Regions from separate parts of the Ovis aries genome. Here region 1 is linked to region 2. The links are chromatin contacts, called in public Hi-C maps. All regions are on one chromosome and are shown on one strand. Each heading gives the region's core, a stretch centred on a gene start, on an enhancer-like site or on the middle of the called end of the contact. The rest is flanking DNA. Distances are from core to core; before and after follow the strand shown. Region 1 holds the start of LRRC32 (leucine rich repeat containing 32). Region 2 has its middle 34 kb from the start of LRRC32.

Region 1 (6,859 bases), core at 3,904-6,403, 34 kb after region 2:
TGAATGACCTCGGACAAGTTGGCTAGCTTCTCCAAGCGGGTTTCCAATTCTCTGAAACTGGAATGATTATACTTACCTGGCAGGATTAATAGTAAACAGGGCATTTGGACATTCTAGTAGGTGCTCATTAAATGTCAGCTTTAATGCCATTAAGTGGATCCCCTTTCCTCTTCTGAGCCCTCTAGCCTCTGGCTTCTGGGGCAGTAGGACCCCCGGGGGCAGGGGATATGAGGAGCTCTCCCTTCCGAGGCAGAGCGTCTTACCTTCCTACAGGGCACCTTGTCTCGGTGTTGGGAGGTAGCCAGGCCCAGGGTCAGCACGGCCAGAAGCAGCAGAATCTGGTGGCTCATGGCTCTGCACAGGGTAGGAGGAAAGGGGGAGATGGTAAGACCGCAGGCTCCTTCCCACCGCGGGCTCCCACCGCCCCCTTCTGTCTGCAGCTGCTCTCAGGGAACCCCAGACCACAGCGGGAGCTGGACAGAAGGTGCTGTGAATGGGGCCCCTTGTGAAGGTGGTGGGAAACAGCGCTGCAGCCCATCACAAAGGGCCTTCGGTGCCAGATGGAGGGGCTAAGCCATTACCCTGGACAGGAGTTTTTAAGCAGTGGGTGACAAGGTCAGATTTGGGTTTTGAAAGGCCCCATCAGGCAGAAACAGCATGGAGGAGGCGAGCAGGAGACAGACAGGCCTGAAGGCTGCCCTGGGCCAAGCTCAGGGCTGGGCCTCTGACTCCAGGTCCACACAGGCCACAAGCAGGCCCCCCATCTGAGCTCAAGTTCCAAACGGAATTCCTCAATCCCCCCACCCGCAGAACTTTATTTTGCCCTTTCTCTTTTGATTTTCTGATCCCCGAGTCCCTGCCATTGTTTGAAGGCTGAGCCTGGAGCCTTGACAGGAAGCCCCGCCAGGAGGCCTGCCCTGCCCCCAGCACTGTGGCCCGTGGACTTCCCCAGGAACAGGCTGCCAGGCCCTTAACTTTCACTGAAGCCACCGCCTGCACAGTGGGACACCCAGGCCTGCTGGGCCAGCCCTTCTCTCTATGAGCAGCCTGGTTGAGGTTGAGGGGCACCACAAAGCCCCCAGATGGGTAGCATCCCAGTGCTGCTACGGGCTCATTCACTGAGAACCTGGGTCAAGTGCTAGCAACAAACAGCTCAGTCCATCAATTTCATTCATTCATTCATTCATTCGCCCACATCTTTACTGAATGCCTCTTCATGTCTGGCTCTGTACTGGGAACTGGGGACACAGATAAAGGCCCAGAAGTGACCATAATATAAATACATTCAAAACATTAACAAGGAGAGACATATAATGCTCTCCAAGAGCACTGGACTCAGAGTCACCCACACCAGACTGCTTCCTCTGTCTCCTCCAGTTACCTGCTATGTGACTTTGCACAAGCCGCTTCACCTCTCTGAGCCTCAGTTTCCTCTTCTGAGGCTAATGCCAACCTTGCCAAGTTTTGTTAAAGATCAAATGAGACGTATTCTATGAAAGTGTCACACACAGAGCTCTCATGCTCTAGGCACTCTTTTCGACACTTTACAGCTATGAACTCATTTACTCTCCCCAATAATTCAATGACTTGGTTTTATGATCACCATTCCCACTGTGCAGACAGGAAAATGGAGGCTCAGAGAAATTAAGCAACATGCCCAAGGTCACACAAATAACAAGTGACAGACGCAGGAAGTTGGGTTTCTGGATCTGTGCCCTTAACCTCTACGCTATAAGGTCTCCTGCAGGTGCTCAATAAGTAAGTGCTGAATTGTGAATCTGAGGGATGCTTTAGAAGATGCATGTATAGAACCTTTATGGGCTGAGTCTTTACTGTTAGAACCCATAAACATCCTTGCTATGATTTGTAAATGAAGATGGGTGCTCTGAGGTCCTTCCTTGTTCAGATAGGCAAAGAACGCAGTGGTGTCTTTTAAGCCCTGTTCCCTGGGTTCCCCCGGGGCCATGGGCTCCCTGCCCCACAGCTGTTCTTCCTCTCACCTGCGTTACAGGTTGGGCTCTTACAGGAAATTCTGTTCTGCTGTTTAAAAAGCAGAACATCACCACCCTTTTGAAACCCAGTATACTCAGAATTGAGTGGAAACCCCTCAGCAGGGCCTTCGAGGGCCTTGAGGAGTGTGCCTGCCTCACCAGCTCTTCCCTCCAGCTTCATTTCTCACTGTCCCTTCTCCTATTCTGTGTTCTGGAAGCCTCAAATTCCCTTCAGTTCTCTAAGCATTTTTCACTGCCCCTAACCTTCACTTCCTCCCCTCTATTGTGCTGAATACCTCCTCATTCTTTGGGTCTCAGCCTAGACGTTACCTCCTCCAAGAAGCCTTCTCTGGTTCTCCGAGTCTGGGCTATATATTGGCGCCAAGCATCCCATCAGCCCCTGGTTCCCCTCCCTTCACCCCTCCCCCATCACCATGGGGTGTGTCCCCAGGGCAGAGGGGCCTTACTCTCCACTGGGCCCCATCTCACACTGCACAGGTCCAGGAAGGCAGTGAGAATCGGCACGCGGCGCCTCGGTGACACGGTGACGCTGGAGAAAGCAGTTTCTTTCCTGGACCCTCCCTTTACCTCCCTGCCACACTCCCTCCCCTCATCAGCAGGTTCTGTCTGCTCTTCCTAAAAAACCAGATTCTGGATCTGCCCATCACCCCACAGACTGAGGCACCACCATGACCCTGGGCCTCAATCCCAGCAACACCTTGTTTTCACCCTGATCTCTTCCAGTCTGCCCTAAGCATAGTAGCCTGAGTGATGTCTTTAAATCATGTATCAGACCATGAATCTCACTGCTTGAAAGCCTCCCATAAAATCCAGATGTACACAACCTCCTCTCTAACTCCATCTACCATTTGCCCTCCCTTCACCGAGTCCTAGCTTTCTCTCCATTCCTCAAGCAAGTGCCCTCCTGCCTCAGGGCCTTTGCCCTGCTTGCTCCCTCCACCTCCCCAGATCTGCATATGTTTTACTGTTTTCCTCGTTTTGGTTGTTTCCTAATAGCTTATTTCTTATTCTGAGAACAGGGGTCTAATAAGCAGTGCTCACTAAAGATCTATTGAATAAACAGAAAAGTGAGGGGTAGCAGTCCACTGCAAAAGGCCAAGTGGTGAGTAAGGATAAGGTAGGTAAGGATAAGAGAGGACGTGGGTTAGTTCTGAACCTTCTAAAGGGGCTCTTGTTTCCTGTTCCCCTGCCAAATCCCATCTTATCTCCCAGGTGGGCAGCTGAACATCCAGGGGGGCCCTTCCCTGCAGCATGTGGAACTCTGCCCTGCCATCCAAAGGAGAGGGGCCCCTTGATGGTGGGCACCCTTCAGCAGTACCCAGACAGTGTGTAGAATTTGAGGGCTACTCGCTCTCAAAAGGGAGGACTGGGATCACTGAGACCCAGGCTCCCATCCTGACTCTACTGCTCACCAGCCCTGTGCCCTGGGGGATGTCCCTTCACCTTTCAGGGTCTCCATGTCCCATCTGTAAAGCAAGTAGCCTGGTTCCTGTTTTGCCACTGTTTGCCCCCAGTGGTTGTGATGATCAAGCAGAGATGGCTGTGAAGGTATCCTGGACACATACTGTCTTTCCCAGAGGGAACAAACTTGCAGGGCTGAGCAGCCCAGGTGAGGCGAGGAGCGCTCAAGAGGAAGGCCTCTGGCCAGACAAGTGGCCCAGGGAAGAGGAGGCAAAAAACATCTTAGGACTCTGGGAGGAGAAGTGCCAAGAAAATGTGTAGGTGTGTGTGAAAGTGTGTGCGAGAGAGAGAGAGGGATAGAGAGAAATGAGGTGGAGGGGCACTACAAACATAAAGCCCATCTCTAGTGTTTAAGGATGTTAGATACTCTTCTTAGCACTTGACACGTATCATTTCATTTAATTCTCACAACAGCCCAGTGAAGCAGTTACTATAATTTCCATTTTACATATGAGAACACTGAGACTCAGAAAGGTGAAGTGACTTACCCCAGAGTTACCCAGCTCATAAATGTTTTGGGATTTAGCCCACATCTGTGTGTTGTGTTTTTTCCAGCAGGTGCTGAGCTGCCTGCCTCCTACAGAATTTGCCCACGAGGAAAACTAGGCTCAGGGAGATGACTTACCCAAGGTCACATAGGCAGTTAATGGCAGAGTCAGGATCAGAATCCAGTCTGTCTGCCTCCTAAAGCAAGTGTTTCCACAACACCAGGCCAAGATCTCCTTTCTAACTCACTCCACACATCCCCCAACCCCCAACCCACACAGCAGCAGACAGGCTCACAGTGCCGGGCTTCGGGCTGCTCCTGGGTGCTCCTCTCCCTCCTCTCAGCCTGGATCACGGGCAGAGTCGGGTCCTGGGAGAGCTGCTGTGGATGTTCCCAGCCAGCAGTGAATCACTAAGGGCAAGCCCCGTTCTGGAGACATGTGCAGCCCACGGGGGAATTAGACCTTAACCCAAAGGAATGTGTCTGTGATGGCGGAATTTCAGGCAGCTGAGAGTGGGGGTGGGGGTCCCTCACGTCCTACCACCCATGAAGAGGGCTGGCTGCGGAAACCCTAGGAGAGAGGTGGGTGCCTCACCCTCTGCACCCCTAGAGATGGGCAGGCTATCTGGTGCGGTGGGATGGGAAGACCCACATACCCGCCCCCAGCCCCCTCCCCCCCGCCAGGGTTAGAGGGCAGAAGGAGACCAGAGACAAATCCTGAACGGCCCTTGACTAGCTTGTGTGTTCCCTGGGCAAGTGCTGGCCTTTCTGCGGTTGTTTTCCCATCTGTCAAATGGGAACGCCGGCCTCGCCCTGCCCTTCGCGGGAAAGATCCGCTGAGCTAGGAGCCTGGAGCCGAGGCAGGGTCAACCCTGGCCCCACGCACAAAGTATTGGTAGTGGGGTGGGGTGGGGGGGCGATTGTTGAGGATCAGTGTCTCGATGAACCAGCCCCAGCCCAGCTCCGCGCCGGGTGCTCGAGAGGGGCTCGGGACCGCCAGTTCCCCGAGGGGCCGGCCAGCCTCGCCCGCTGGGCGGCTCCTACCTGGCTCAGCGCGGCCGCCGCTCCTCTCCCGGGCAGCCCCGGCACATTTTGCGCAAACCTGCCCTCCCCGTCCCACCCCGCGCCAGACCCCGGGGTCACGGCCCGAGGAGGCGCACGGCGGCTCCACCGCCCCACGGGAGCCCGATCCACGAGAGGGCGACCGGGGCTCCAATTTAAATACCTCTCCCGCCGACCCGCCCCACCACGCCCCCCCTCGGCCCGGCCGCGGGGTCCTAGCGCCCGGCCGGCGCGCCCCCGCGTGACTCGGTTTATCCGGAACCGGCGAGGGGAGGAAGCATTTTCTCGCGGCCGAAACTGCGAGGCTGGGGAGGGGCGGGTCGAAGAGGACAGGATGAAAGGACGGGGAAGGAGAGGGGTCCCTAAGGAAGCGCTGTGCCACCGAGGCCGCCGCTGCACGTGCAGTTCGTGGCCCCGCGGGGTCCGGAGGGGCGGGTGGCTCTAGCAGGTCCGCAGAGGAAATCCGGCCTGCCCCCGATTTCTCCCGCTGTTGGCGCCGCCGCACTTAGGGGAGGCAAACAGGAGAGGTGACGGCGGGGCTGAACACGGAAGGAAATGACCCTTCACTGGCCCTGGGGCGGCTCCAAGGGGGTTCCCCACACCGCAGCCATCCCCTCTGGTGGGTCCACAGTCCCCTCTCTGGATTGGGCTGTAGTGTTCAGAGCCTCCTCCAGCGTCTCCTGGACCCTCAAGCAGCTGTGGAAAGGTACCATCCAAGTCTCCAGGATTCAGGTGGAGAAACAAGTTAGGGATGAGGTCGTCGAGTATAGATAAAAATCACCTGTCTGGGACTAGTAAGGTCCCCATTTGGGGAAACTGAGTCTCAGGTTAAGTGGCACATCCAAAGTCACACTGACTATAAGAGACAGGGATTTCAGCCCAGTCTTCACAAAAAGCTAGCTGTGCTGTGCTTAGTCGCTCATCCATGGCCTGTCTTTGTGACCCCATGGATTGTAGCCCGCCAGGCTTCTCTGTCCATGGGATCCTCCAGGCAAGAATACTGGAGTGGGTTGCCATGCTCTCCTCCAGGGGATCATCCCAACCCTGGCCAAACTGAATCCCCATTTCCAGCACCATCTTACTCAGGTTGTCTTCAAGTGCTATTCAAGAAGCAGCACAGTGGTATCACTGTCTTTTACACATCTTCCCCAAAGCCACCTCCTCTTCTAGATGCCTTGACTCTGCCAAATCACAGCTGCCCTGCCCTGCTGAGTGTGGACCCGAGGGAGGGGTGCCAAGCAGAAGAGGGTCACAGCTATCCTCCAGACCCCGGTTCCAAGGGTGGTAGAGAATTCCTCTTCCTCAACGCTTCTCTTCCCTGATGGCCACCAGCCCTGAAAGTAGCACAGTGCCCCATTTTACGGATGGGGAAGGGACCACCCACAGCCTTGTGGGAAATCAGGGTGAAGCTGGACTTAACAAGCCGAGTTCCTTGAATTCTCAATGGCATCTGCCTTTGCTTCCTCCCATCTGGCTCACTGTGGGTACAGGCCTGGGCAGATGGGGACAGCTCAGAGATGACAATCTGTGAGCACTAGGGGAACAGGGTGGGGATGGGGCAGGGCCTAACGTAGACTCAGAGGAGGAGATCGGCAAAGCTTTGCTAAGAGGGGACCTGAGCTGCTAGGAGAGCATGGGTAGGAAAGGTCACAAGACATGGGAAGGGTGTCTACACCTTCTTCTCCTTCCTCGCCACCAGGAACCTCAGATCTATGCTGACGGAGGGCCCTGCTGGTCATCACTAATATTCCCCCCACCTACCCCCAGCTCTAGTCCTCATCTCATCCAATGGAACCTCAGTTTCCCCATCAGTAGAGTGAGAAAGATAGTAGCTTCT
Region 2 (6,569 bases), core at 2,062-4,561:
TTTTCCTCTTATTTATCAGCTTTCAGAATAAGGAGTTGAGTCTCTAATATTCTCTAAAGGTGACCAACAGGGTTTTGTTTGTTTTGGGTTTTTGTATCATTCCTATCTTATAGTTTTAGTGCATTTGATATGTTTTACTCTATTACAGTTATTATCAAATCATCCCATTTTTGGCCAGTAGGGATCTCTTTAATTGACTTCTGAGTCCTTTCGATCTGAATCCTAAGTAGTGTTTAGTAGCTTCCTGACTTTCTGGTAGGACAAGATGTCCAGATTTGTCTTGTGCATTTCTGGCCCAGATCTGGAATCAGCTATCTATCCAAGAAGTTCTGGTTTCTTAAAGGAGAAGTGACATGAGAGGCCACAAACCTGGGTGCGAGGAGTGCTCTGTGCTATTTGGCTGTCATTATGTCCAGTTATTTCAGGGTGCAGAGCTGGGATATGCTTGCGGCTTAACAAAATTCACACCAAGAGTTCATATTGGTATTTTAAATAAAACCTAAGACTTTAAAATCCTAAAAGATGATGCTGTGAAAGTGCTGCACTCAATATGCCAGCAAATTCGGAAACCACGGCAGTGCCCACAGGACAGGAGATGGTCTTTTTTCATTCCAATCCCAAAGAAAGGCAGTGACAAATAATGTTCAAGAAGAAGCACATATGAAATTTTTCCGGAAATTACCAAATCCCCTCCATAGAGAGCTTGCCCCTTTTTGTATAGCCACCACATACAGTATGAGAGAATGTCATTACCCACAGTCTCGCCAAAAGTGTATGTTGTCAAACTTCTGAGGCTTTGCCAATCTGATAAACTTAAACATAACCCTTGGCTTAATTTATATTTCTCTCATTATGAACAAGGTTAACTATCTTTTCACATATCTATGTTCTGATTCAATTTTGGGTCCTTAGTACCCAGCTGGCACAGGTGAGGCCTTTTGGAGAGATTCCTAGAATGGAAAAAGGAAGGAACAGGTGAACAAACAGAAGAAGTCAAATCATAGAGGGTGGTTGACTTGCCCCAAGTCATGTGTCTGATTATCACCAAAGTTAGAACTAGAACTGATCTTTTTCCCTTGTCTAATTTGTTTTTCTGATTATAAAATGAATAGAAGTTTATAGTAGAAGTTTTCTGACTATAAAATGAGTATGAGTTTACAGTAGAAACTTTGGAAAGCACAGGAAAGTTTCAGTTCAGTTCAGTTCAGTTGCTCAGTTGTGTCCAACTCTTTGCGACCCCATGGAATGCAGCACGCCAGGCTTCCCTGTCCATCACCAACTCCCAGATCTTACTCAAACTCATGTCCGTTGAGTCGGTGATGCCATCCAACCATCTCATCCTCTGTTGTCCCCTTCTCTTCCCGCCTTCAATCATTCCCAGCATCAGGGTCTTTTCCAGTGAGTCAGTTCTTCGCATCAGGTGGCCAGAGTATTGAAGTTTCAGCTTCAGCATCAGTTCTTCCAGTGAATATTCAGGACTGATCTCCTTTAGAATGGACTGGTTGGATCTCCTTGCTGTCAAAGGGACTCTTGAGAGTCTTCTCCAACACCACAGTTCAAAAGCATCAGTTCTTTGGCACTCAGCTTTCTTTATAGTCCAACTCTCACATCCATACATGACTACTGGAAAAACCATAGCTTTGACTAGACGGACATTTGTTGTCAGGAAAGTATAAGCCAAGGAAAAATTTAATCTTTCTACCCCAAGTCAACCACTTTTAGTGTTCAGTCTATTTCCTCCCAGTCTTTATGTATTTTTTTTCCAGTTATGGTCATACTATATATATGGCTTTATATTCTGTTCTTTTTCACTTAATACTTTTCCATGTTAATAACAACTCTTTGCAAACATAATAATGACGGTACCATATTTCACCATTAGAGCATATGTTTAACCTTTCAATTATTGCTAGACTTCTAGATTGTTTCCAGATTTTTGCTGTTATAAATTTCCCATGTCTATCTTTTTTCACATTCTGAAATTTTCTCCCTTAGGATTTGATTCCTGGAAATGGAGCTCCTAGAATCCCAGCACTGAGTTCCAAGTTCAGGGTTTTTTGGCTATGCTCAGAGGACACTGTCTGCTAAGCTTTGCCCCTGTGACTTCCTATAGCCCCAGGCTAGTGTCTAATGTCTGTGCTCTGGAGCAGAGACATACTCACACCCAAGTCAGTTCTGAGGAGGGGCAAAGATGGGAAGGACGGAGCCCACTCAGGAGGAGGAATCAGAATCTCCTGCCGTTCGCCCTTGAGCTCCTTGCCTTCCCAGGACGATTGACAGATTACTGGAACCAACAGGATGAAACCACACATGGGCAAGTTCGAGCCTGATGGAGAGTACAGGGCAAGGTCAAATCTGGTGGAGAGGGCAGGCGGGCAGGGACACTGAGCAGATGCAGCCTCTGCTTTGGAAGCACTCACCATCCAGGGAGCAGACATCTGGGTCAGAGCCTCCCACCCTGAGAAGAGCTCTGTGATAGACTCTAATACAGTACTGTTCACTACAGAGGGATGTGGGAGAGCTGCCTGGAGGAGGCATCAATCAAGTTTCGTAGTGGGGAATATAGATCTTACCTGGAAGATGAGGTTGGGCAGTGACCAGTCCTGAGGGGATCTGTAAACCAGATTATAGATTCTGGGTCACACGGCCTATGCAGTGAAGCGGGGAGATGAGAATCAGGTCTGTGTTAAAGACAATCCCTCTGGCTGCTGTGTGGATGGTAGAATTGTAGATGGGAACGGGACAGACTTAAAATGAAACCAACACCAGGCAAGAGATTGGGAAGCCCAAATCAGAGCAGCGGTCACAGGGACAGAAAAGGAGCGCTGGGGTAAGTGATGCCAGCTCTACCGTCAATATTCAAAAAAGAAAAAGTTATGTCAAATTATGACGTTTCTATAGCCTATGGGAAAGAGTCTTGGACTGGGAATCAAGGGACCTGGGTTCTAGTCCCAGATCCATATGATCTGGAGCAAGTTTCTCACCTCCATCTGGGCCCCAGTTTCCACTTTTGTACATCAAAGAGCTTGTACCAGGTCGTTTCTAGGGGCTCTTATATTCTGAAAATTCTTTGATCCTAAGTTGGGAAGAGGCCGAGGTCCCTGGAGGGAAGAGGAGAGAGAAAAACAGAGGCTGAGCAGAAAGATCAGCCAGGGCTGGGGTCTCGGGGCCTAGGCTCACAGTCTCTTCACTCCCATCAATCTTGCAGCATTCATGTCGGTGGGGTGGCTGGGCCGAGGCCAGAGGCCAGCTGCAGGGAGGGAGGAATTGTCTCTGGCTCGAGGAACAGAGAGGAAAGAATGCAGAGCTTCCAAAAAGCTGTGAACAAGTCATCAGCTCTGGCTGGGTGCCCAGAGGTTTTGCAACCACCCTCACAACCGTCCAAAGGCTTGAATAACATGAGGGACCCAACACGGGAAGGCAGCTCATTCTCCTGCTGTGCACCAGAACCTGCTCGATAATGAGGGGCACTGAAGATGCCTTTGGCTGCAAGTAAGAGAAAACTGTCTCTAGCGTCTAAATATAACAAGGAAATGTATCACCTCTCACCACTACAAGCCCTCAGTGGGTGGTTCTGGCTCCAGCAGCAATTCCTTGTATAATCAAGAACATAAGCTTTTCTATTTCTTTCTTGTCCTTGGCTGGTTCTCTTTGTGGCCCCATGACAGCTATCAGTGACAACAGAGGCTACACATTTCCGTGTGAAATGTCCAGCAAGAAAGTGTAAGAGAGGACTTCTCTCCCAACTCTGGACTAAAGTCCTTTTCTTTAGTTTGAATAGGACAACCTGGGTCATGTTTCCAGTTGGTGATAGTCTCTCAGAGAATGCCTGTGCTGGTTGGTTTAGATCAATTGGCTTAGATTAATTGGGCTTCCTATGTGGCACTAGTGGTAAAGAACCTGCCTGCCAATGCAGGAGACGTAAGAGATGCAGATTTGATCCCTGGGTTAGAAAGATCCCCTGGAGGAGGGCACAGTAACCCATTCCAGTGTTCTTGCCTGGAGAATTTCATGGACAGAGGTGCCTGGCAGGCTATGGTCCATAGAGTGACAAAAAGTTGGACACGACTGAAGTGACTAAGCACGCGCAGTGTTAAACTTGCAGGTTGAGAGGTTGAGCAGAATTGAAGTCCTGTAAGTAAGGCAGGCAGACTGCAGTAGAGGCTGGATGGGCAACCAACATGTCTACAGGATGATAAGCCTCTGTCCCCCCTTGGCTCATCCAACCCCCATTCAGCCTGGGGTCAGCAGGATGGGCATCCTCTCCAGGTGACCGCTGAGGTCACTGAGGCAGAGGGTAGGTGGGGTGCCTTGTTTGTGTCACACAAGTGGGTAAGTGGCATAGCCTGAACTGAGAAAAATACACAGCAAACAAACAGCAGACCTCCAGCTGCGAGCCTGAGTCAAGCTCCTCTGGGTATCCACAGCGCCTGTCCCCAGTGGCTCAGGGTCAGAGCCCATCTTGTGGTGTGGAAGGCCACCTGCCTCTCCAGCCTGAGTATGCACTCACTCATGACGCAAGGCTTCCCAGGAGCTCTGGGACCCAAGGCCAGGGCTGGGGGTTCAAATCCTGACTTGGAGCTTCTGTGTTTTCCTCTGTGCGATGGGAGGGCTAACCCCACCTTCTCTTCTTGGCATAATTGTCGGGAGAATGTAATGAAATGAGGAGATGGTGTTTCCCTAATCGTGCATCTGAACCATCATGCCTCCCCTCTCCTGGTGGGAAGCGGTCATTCCATGGGCCTGGTCTGTTCTAAAAGGCAACAGGAAACAGGCAGCCAGAGGGACTGCCAATGAGATTGCCAGACATGGATCCATTTGGTGAAATGTGTAGTTCGATGCATCACTCGACAGATGAGGAAATCTGTTCAGAGAGGGGCAGTAACTGCCCAAGGTCACAGAGGACTGGAACCCAGACCCTGGCTCTCAGCCCTGTTCTCCGGCACCAAGTCACACAGGTCAGGTGAGGTCTGCTGCCCAGCCTGAGGTGGTGGTGATACAGCTGCAGTGTGGTCCGTGCCTGCCAGCACGTCCCCAGGTTTCTCAGGGGCCATTCTTCAGGGGTTCACTGAGGCGAGGCCACACTTCCCCTCTGGTGGCTTCCTGTTTTGGCCAAACAATGACTCTTGCCGGGACCTAGTGCCAGCTGGCTGCAGCTGTTGCCAAGGCGTTGACTTCTTGCATGCAGAGAGGTGTGATCCTGTCCGCCCCCAACTGTGGCAGCCAGGAACCCCCACGCTCACACATGGTCTTTGGGGCCCCACTGAACTCAGCAATCCCTTCACATACCGATCACATGGACTTCCCTGGTGGCTCAGGTGGTAAAGAATCTGCCTGCAATGCTGGAGACCCGGGTTCGATCCCTGGTTTGGGAAGATCCCCTGGAGGAGGGCATGGCAACCCACTCCAGTATTCTTGCCTGGAGAATCCCCATGAGCACCTTGTGGGCCAGGTTCCAGCTGGGTATCCAGAACACAGAGGTACATCAGAGGAGAATGTAGCCTTTCTACAAACCATTACCCTCTGCCCATGAGGAAGACATTGTGTGAGGTACCAGTGATGCAGATATGAACAAGAGACACCCTGTAATCTCGATGAGTGAGGCAGCTATTTGTCCTCCCAGGCCCTTGCAAGAGCTCTGAGTGAGTTGTCAGTCATTTACACACTCATGTGAATTAGCACCCACAGCTTCCTCCTGAAGGAGAATCTCAGAGGACATGGGAAGGTGTACCAAGGGTATGAGCTAAAATAATAAAAATGCACTGTTTATGGTGACTATTTTAGTAGATGAGAAAAGTCAAGATTCAGACATGTCAAGGGACTTTCTTAAAGTAGGGGATGGAGCCATGGCCTTGACCCAAGTCTTCAGACCCCAAGCCTTGCACAGCAAGATGCTTCAAAGAACATCTCGTCTGACGTGGAGATAAACAGGATTGGAGGTGCAGTGGGAGTGCCCATGTGTACATGGAGTAGGGAGCTTTTTGCTGAGTAGAACTGTGGGAGAGATTGGACCATGGAAAGGAAACATTGAGTGCTCTCTATGTGGCAGGCATCTCGCCAGTTGTCTCTCTACGAATGAGGAAAATGAAGAGGTGAAAAGCCTCCTTGAACATCTGGAAAGCGGAGCAGCTGGCACTTTCACCAGAATCCATGCCACACTGGTCACTCTCCAAACGCCCCAGCTCTGTCCTCCGTTCTGCTCTGTGTCCCGGGGGGCTGACTTCTGTGGAGGCTTCACCCTTCTGTTAGGTTCAGCCAAGAAGAAGCTATGGCGGGAGGCCAGGGAGGGAGGAGAGAGAGGGCAAAGCATTCAGTCTCTCTGCTCCTCCCGCCTGGCCACAGTGCAGGCTCTGCTGGCTCTGGGAACACCATTGCTGCAAGTGGGGAACTGCTTCCAGCCCCTCCGTTGCTGGTCTGGACATCGCTCCTCACCCTCTGTCGGTTCCCTTCATCTGCCCATCATGTCATTCATCTCTCTTCAGTTCCTCACCTTGAACGGCCCAATCTCCTGCTGGGATCCCAGCTGAGACCAAGCTGGACCTTCTCCTGCCTTACTACCATGTTCCCCA

Evidence for each region. A called contact is a pair of places that touch in the nucleus more often than the background predicts.
Region 1: a Hi-C map of tail adipose tissue shows a contact between it and region 2, with 1.7 times the contacts expected there. The contact joins the promoter of LRRC32 here to the enhancer-like site in region 2. A contact is called at or near these places in 3 of 16 Hi-C or Micro-C datasets (blood, omental adipose tissue and tail adipose tissue).

Annotation. Positions count from the first base shown.
Region 1 is chr15:54,815,118-54,821,976 of ARS-UI_Ramb_v3.0, forward strand. LRRC32 (leucine rich repeat containing 32) reads right to left here and starts at 5,154. Exons shown (of 4, transcript XM_042233281.1): 1 at 5,005-5,154; 2 at 4,257-4,341; 3 at 264-354. The coding sequence starts at 350. LOC101109482 (guanylate cyclase D-like) reads right to left here. Exons shown (of 28, transcript XM_042232618.1): 27 at 6,502-6,556; 28 at 4,802-5,526. The coding sequence ends at 4,802.
Region 2 is chr15:54,782,675-54,789,243 of ARS-UI_Ramb_v3.0, forward strand. No RefSeq gene overlaps it. Among named protein-coding and RNA genes, the nearest start is that of LRRC32, 34 kb to the right of the region's middle. Within about 2 kb of position 3,312, at least 12 of the 54 cell types and tissues checked have an H3K27ac peak or open chromatin away from gene starts, as enhancers often do. A contact at or near this core is called in tail adipose tissue, where this site is marked.